Linked DNA regions of Zea mays: region 1 is linked to region 2. A link is a contact called in public Hi-C data. All regions are on one chromosome and are shown on one strand. The core of a region is the stretch at or near the end of the contact, and the rest is flanking DNA. Distances in the headings are between cores, read along the strand shown. Region 1 holds the start of LOC100191179. Region 2 holds the start of LOC100194114.

The links. A called contact is a pair of places that touch in the nucleus more often than the background predicts.
Region 1: a contact with region 2 is called in a Hi-C map of leaf, with 6 times the contacts expected there. The contact joins the promoter of LOC100191179 here to the promoter of LOC100194114 in region 2. A contact is called at or near these places in 12 of 25 Hi-C or Micro-C datasets (bundle sheath, ear, endosperm and 5 more).

Annotation. Positions count from the first base shown.
Region 1 is chr8:15,035,113-15,038,957 of Zm-B73-REFERENCE-NAM-5.0, forward strand. It overlaps LOC100191179, which reads right to left and starts at 2,134. Exons shown (of 4, transcript NM_001136614.1): 1 at 1,881-2,134; 2 at 1,674-1,713. The coding sequence starts at 1,949. LOC118473080 (a long non-coding RNA gene) reads left to right here and starts at 2,529. Exons shown (of 3, transcript XR_004851892.1): 1 at 2,529-3,311; 2 at 3,484-3,597; 3 at 3,687-3,769. It also overlaps a transcript of LOC100383128 not described here.
Region 2 is chr8:14,819,635-14,823,372 of Zm-B73-REFERENCE-NAM-5.0, forward strand. LOC100194114 reads right to left here and starts at 2,228. Exons shown (of 9, transcript NM_001139167.1): 1 at 2,093-2,228; 2 at 1,278-1,353; 3 at 1,026-1,149; 4 at 627-711; 5 at 278-410. The coding sequence starts at 2,131.

The DNA of each region.
Region 1 (3,845 bases), core at 884-3,383, 220 kb after region 2:
TAGCAGCTCAGCAACCCATGTTAGTAGCATTTGATGCAAAAAATATATATATATTGTACGGCACAACCAACCATACATTATGAGATACTCTCAAGTCTCACCCAACCACATGACAGCAATGAACATGCCAACCCTCTTGAGTGGTCCAACATGAACAATAACTTCTTGTATGTGCCACCTCATTAGGACAGACCCAGTGCTAGGGGCTCCCGCATGAATGGGGTCTGGAAAAGGGATAAACCGAGGCTAACTTTCCTCCGCAAATATGGAGAGGCTGCTCCGAACCCACGACATGGCATGGTGACTTAGTGAGACAGCTCTCACCGTTGCACCATGTCTGTTGTCTGCCCTTCATTATGGAAAGTAAATAGACTAGCATGCTGATCTACTAATCTGCAGTGTACAACTGAGAAGGCGGTGCCTATGAATGTGACAATGAATGCCATAAGGGCACAAGGCACCTCTTAAATTGTCATCACAGACGTGGCTAAAATGTGATAATTCAAGAAGGTTAGCATAGAGATTAGAATCCCAGTGGCACTTGGAGCTTGAAATATATTGGAGGAATGCAGATTCCAGAAACAGTTTCGGGTTCCGTCAAGTAATAGGCTAATAGCAAGAAAGTTTTGACTATATGTATCCCTGAGGCACAGACATATTAAGGAGCATATTCGTGCAAACTGAAAAGTACATACTTTTCTGTCTAAATATGTTTTTTGTCAAAAAACAACCATGCTTACATACTTTGAATTAAACCATAATAAATGTAATAAACGTTGACTGAATGCAGTATGGATGTTATTTGCAAATAATATTAAAAGGCCAATAACATGTCCCAGAGACAACTTCTAGATACTGCTCAACTATCTTCCTGTTCCCATCTAAATAAATTATCCCTTGATATATTTTTTTCACAGATCATGTCAGATAAATGTATTTTGACAAAAAGGAAATAAAAAAACACAAAGGGTGTGAGTTGATGCTGATGGCCAACTCCTTCCTACCTAAACAGATCCTAACGACCTGCAGCACTGAAACCCCAAAATAAATCCCTGCCAAACAGGGCAAACAAGGAGGGCAAGCAATCAAAACGAACCCAGGTTGACTAGAGTCATTGACATGTGGTCATATGGACCGAATTGCAAACACTAGATACTGCTGCAGCCTAGAGGATAAAAAACACACAAATTGCATACCACACCCAAAGGCACTAGTCGTGGCCTTTTAGCACATACATGGAATTCAGGAGAGCAAGATAAACCTGCGACATCACACAAGCATGGGCTGCACTGCAGTTTCATACTGGCCACGCAAGCACTAAAGTTCAGGATTTGCTAGCAAAGTTTGCAGCTACAATTCTCAGGACAAGACGTATAGAAAAGAGGCAATCAAACAGCTCTGTTAGGCGTTAGCAAAGCAGCGCCGAAATGTTTGCAAAGGTCGTTTACTGGTGCAAATGAAAGATAAAAGCGGCCCACAGATTCCCGCTTGCTGAATGACTCTCGCACACCGCACGCTGTAAACACCCCCCGTGTTCGGTCCTTAACTCCAGAACACACGCGTGTTTCTTTGTTGGTTGGTTGCTGCAAGGCATGGATGAATGGAATACGGAAACTGCTGGGTAGTAGAAGCAAGTGCCGAAATGTAAGCAAGCAGGGAGGGAGTCCACTTACTCCTGGCATGGATGGCCTCCTGCAGGTCCGCGACCTTGGCCTGTAAAAAGGAACCCACGAATGAATATGAATCCAAGGTGAAACCTCTACGAGAGATCTCGAACCCCAGAGGAGAACCGAGCCTCCCCCGACGGCAATAAACCCAGCCCCCCGGAGCGAATCAAGAGGCGGCGGGCTGGCGAGCGGGCGGGAGGGAGCACAACGTACCGAGTCCTTGAGGTCGATGCCGCCCTTGACGACCTCCCGGCCGCTCCGGGACACGACCGTGACCTTCATCCTCCCGCCGACGGGAAGCCGCGGCAGCGAGGCGGCAGAGCGGGGAGAGAGACGACTAGATCGTCGAGTGGCTGCCTGCTGCCTGCGGCCGTGGATGCGGGGGAGAGGAGAGGAGAGGAGAGGAGACGGGGGCGGCGAGGGAGTGGACGGGCGGAGGCGGCGTATTTGATCCCGCGGCGGGGCGGGGGAGGGCAGCGTGCAGGTGGGGGGCGTTGGACCCACACCCACCGGAGTTATGTGGCTCAGCATCTTGATGTGGACCGTGTCCACGGCGCCCCACACTCTGAGCAGCAGCAGCATGGACAGCTGAGTAAAGAGGGCCTGCGCTGCGCAGCGTGATCTGGCCGCAGTTGGTTGGGGAGTAGCGCGGGCGGCCCAACGGCCCCCCAACGGTGAGCGACCTCCGTTCAGCTCGGCGGCTGACCCGACGATCATCCCGGGGCAGGGCCCACGGACGGACACGCTCTTGCCGTGCCGCTTCGTCGACCACAGCAGCGGCACCAGCATCAGGTAGAATTGTAGTAACATTCTTATCCTAAAACACACATTTTTCTTTGGAGAAGTAGCGATTTGTACTTAATGCTAGCAGTAGCCTTTAGATGATAGGCTGGTTGGCATTGGAGTACACGAGACAAGAACGAAGAAGAGGAGCATCCAAAGCTCATGGCAACTAAAACCGTCAAGAAGATCACTGGTTCGCTTGGATTTAAGTCGTAATGGATTCTATTGCTGTTATAGTGTTTTTATCTCTATAAATTACAAAAGTTGTAGCAGTCCAAATAGTTATCTTTAATCCAAAGCGAATAACACATTTCATAGTGATAAATGCAGGAGGTTGCAATTACAGAGATGGCTGAATTGGATAGCGGTAGCGGACTTCTCAATGTTTCTACGAGTGATGTTATCATCTGACCGGTTAAATTAATTAGTGTAGTTAAGGGGTAGAGGCGACCGACTTGGGGGTGTAACTCTTCTTGGCATATACTGTACTGTATGTCAGTATGTGTCACGATTATGTTCACTGTGGTTTTGTTCCATATAAGATGTAGGCACTAGTACATTTCTGTCGTTAGGAAAAAAAAAGGGAGCCCAAAACCCATGTGATGTTGACGGTGCACCCAAGTGCCCCTTTAATGCAGATCTCATAGTCTAAATTTTGATCACCTCTGTCTAGGCAGTTTGGGATATGCTCTGTTTCAGGATCCTTTTGCCTCAACGTTAGTCATCTTGCAATTGCAAAGCACTTATTCTGCCCTTGCTATCCTCAAGAATCAAGATTATTGGCTACGATCTACCAAATATTGACTGCAAGACACTTCTCTATTCTCTTTCAAAAAAAAGGCTCCAACAACCAGATGGAAGGTAGGCATTTATTATTCCCATATCATATCATGGTCATTAGGCTTGTAAATTGGCTCTCGAAGTATCTCTACTTCACATCTGCAGACCTGCTTACAATTCATGGAAAATGTTTACAGTATAATACTGTGTCCTTTTTAATGCATTGGCTTATTTGACAAGCATGTTTTTGTAGCTTCATGCCTACTCATATTGGATAAGTAGTGTAGAGACAAGTCACTAATGGAGGGTGTTTCAAGCGAAAAGAAACAAGCCCAGTGATACCTATTACCTGCTATGTTTTTTTTTGGTAAATCTAATTTGCAGTCTCTGTACTGGTCATGTGACAAGTGAATAAAAAAACTGTGTAATTTTCTTGCTTCTAATCTCACTGTACAGGGTTGGAGCTGTCTTGAAAATCTTGGGTGCTAGACACCTGTAATTGGCCTCAAATATCTTACACCAGCTTAATGCCTTAATCACGTTCTCAGATAACTCAGGACATGTTCTCGTTCACCGTTGCAACAGTATGGAGGCTTTACGAAATTCTTTTGACAT
Region 2 (3,738 bases), core at 978-3,477:
CACCAGAAGCAAAGGGCCTGTTCAGTTTGGGTTTCAGCTGCTGTGGCTAGCTGCAGCTAGCTTATGACTACAGTAACTCTACTGTGACACCTGAGAGGCAGCAGCCAACGACTGAATAAATGCCAGACGAACAATCTCAACCAAAAGATGTATAGCTACATTTATATAATGAACCAACAAGGCAGCAACTCTTCATTACCATTAAAAAACTAACCATGAAGGGCTAGAAAGAGACTACACATGTCATGTCACTGGAGGGAATGTAAAGGAAAAGTACCAGCAATTGCTTTTGTTTGTGCAGCAACAACATCCATGGTTGAACCAGCCTCCCTCTCCTCAAGGGTCTCACCAACACATGCAATGACCTTTAGTCCCTGAGACAGAGCAAAAGCAACCTTGTCTCCAACAAACTGGCATCCAAGCAGAAGAGTAAAACCATTAGATGTGAACATTCATTGAATGGCAGTGGCTATGCCGAAGACAGGGAACAGCTAAATAATTGGTTGGTGTCTCAGGGGAGAATTAAAGTAGATACAACATAGTCCCAGATAAAAATATGCACACATTACAAGCGCAATGAAAATAACACAAAAGACATGTTGCATAAGTTGTGACATGGATCATACCTCATTTGATTCTCCCAGCAGAGCTCTCCTTTCAGAGTGTCCAAGAATGACCCAGGGAACGCCAAGGTTGACGAGCATCTCAGCACTGCATCAATAATGACTTCGTAATCAACTAATAGTGAAATTCAATGGGGAAACAAGCGCAATACACAAACTGCTGAATTATGTTACATATATGCAGAATGCTTAACATAGCATAGTAATCAGATGATAATAGTTAAAATTGAATGAAAACATGAAAGGTGACCTCAAAGGACTCCGTGCATAATGGTCAAGAAATATAAGCAATTATTCTAGTACAAGACTATGTATTTGCTTCAAAGTTTTGACAATAATCCTTCCACAGATTGGTCATTATGACATATGTCGTAGTCAGCCAGGATAGAATTAAAGACTAACCTAATTTCACCGGTGAATGCACCTCCCTTCTTCACCCAGCAGTTCTGAGCAGCAACTTGGAACTCTTGGCGCAGCTGGCTCTTGACCACCGGGAGGAACACATAAGGAGGACTGACAACGACCTCTGCAATGCAAACAGTTACAACTCATTAAGCACATCATACAATTGGTAAATTTCTCAGGACTACACAAATGTATGCAATGTTCAAGGTCAGTCCTAAAACATATTATGTAAATTTTGGTTGTCCATACCAACAACATCTGAAGAGGGAACATTTCCTTCATTCAGGGTTTTGACAATCTTCTCAACCTGATCTGTGGTTCCATTCTGCACGCATCAATATCAACCATGACATGATCAGTTATCAAGCAATTCAATATATATACATGTCACTTGTATGAGAAATTTGGCAAAGCAACAGGCTCTTTCACTGCCAGTGTGTATTCGATTCACAAAAGGAGCTCCAACCTACTATCAGATTGAGCAAGCTCTTACACTGCCAATGAGTACTCAATTCGCGAGGAGCTCCAACCTATGCTCAGATTGAGCAAGCCCCGAGCTCCATGACAAGAAACGTAAGGTTAATTCGTGCAGCAAACGAGAATGGGTCTCCAAAAGTTGGATATCGAACTCCTCTGCTCCTACAGACAACATGCATCACGAAACTTATGAAGGGCTTTTACGATTTGCTCTGCGCTGGAGCCTGGGAAGCACAGGCGCATTGGAAGAAGAACGCGGGCTCTTCCAGCTAGGTCACAACATACAAAAACCATCAACATCACCTTAGATTCCGTTTTGTACGAGAACGACCAGATCGATTCTATTCGTGGCCGGACCTTAACCTGGAGGCATCATATCCGGGCTTCCCAACCAAGAGCAAAAAACCCAATTATTACGGTGAACTGAATCCAGAGCAATCGAATCCAAACCCCCTCCCCAAACAAAAACAAAAACAAAAACAAAACACTGCCTAGCTTAACCGTAAACGGGATCAGATATACTACCAAAGGTCCACATCCCATCCACGAAAGAAAAATAGGCAGTTCGACGGGGGAAGAGAAATTACGCATTTCCAGTTGCCACCAACGAAGAACTTGCGGCCCATCTCGGCCGGGTGTCGATTAGATTGGGTACGGATGGGGGAGAGGAGGAAGGGCGCTTCTAAATTGTATTTGGCTTCTTGCAGAGGAAGAGGAAGGAAGAGAAGGTGCAAATGATAACACAGGCGGAGTGAGGTTTGTGGCCTCTCATGTGAGACATGAGGCCTGCCGGCCAGTATTCACGATGACATGTGGCCCCTACTGCCACATGGAATTTTCTTGTACGTTTTACCTTAAAAAAGAGGTATAGGTATCTTTCTATCTCTATCTCTATATATCTTCTTATTATATATATAAGATATATATAAATTATCTATTTATCTATTCTACTATATGGACTACCTTTATCTATCTAACTATCTATCTATATATATAGATAAAATTTTAAAAACAAAAAAGGTGTTCTACTCTATATCTATGTATTTATCTACCAATAACAATGATAGAGAGTGAAGAATTATATTAACCTGACTTTTATTTCTGAAGTGTCTATTTTTTTACATATCTTATGTGTGATTCAAACTCACAACTTGTACTCATATAAATTAAAATAATTGTATTTAGTAACAATATACTCTTTTCGGTATAAATAAATTATCTATTTATCTATTCTACTATATAGACTACTTTTATCTATCTAACTATCTATCTATATATAGATAAAATTTTAAAACAAAAAGGGTGTTCTACTCTACATCTATGTATTTATCTACCAATAATAATGATAGAGAGTGAATAATTTTATTAACCTGACTTTTATTTCTGAGGTGTCCATTTTTTTTACATATCTTGTGTGTGATTCAAACTCACAACTTGTACTCATATAAATCAGGATAACTGTATTTAGTAACAATATGCTCTTTTCGGTCTAAATTATAAGTCATTTAAACCTTATTGGAATGAAAGTATCTTAAGTTCAACTAAATTTGTACAATAACATTAATAAATTAAAATAAGTACAGTTATATTTTTTTATTGATTATGTTTTATAGCATGTCTATTCGATAATATAAATCATCGTGATGTTTCCGTAGTTTTATTTAAAGTTAAGGTGTTTTGGCTCTCTAAAAAAGTTAAAAATGACTTATAAGCATGCTTGCAGCATATGAAATATATTTTGCTAATTATGAGCAAAAACTAAAACATTTAGGGGGTGTTTGAACGTACTAGACTAATAGTTAATTAGCTAAAAAAAATTGCTAATAGAATTAGCTAGCTACAATTAACTAATTTACTAAAAATAGCTAATAGTTGAATTATTAGTTAGATTGTTTGAATGTCTTTAATTAATTTTAGTCATTAACTATTAGCTCTAGTGTATTTAAACATTGTTTAGCCTACCTCTAACAAGACAGGTAAAATGTGAAAATATCCATACTTCCAGCAAGGTAGGCAAAATGTAAAAATATCCATCGCACGATACTGCAGCACAATTTATGTCTCCAGCACACAGGTAAAATGCACATGAAGAGATAAGTTATGCAAATTTGTCCACCATCTCTTCTTCAATGCATAATTTTGCAAATACATAATCTGATGGAGAAACAAAATTTTGTACACCACACATATACCCTTGTTAGAAATAGCTACATAGTACTTACCTTACTAAAGG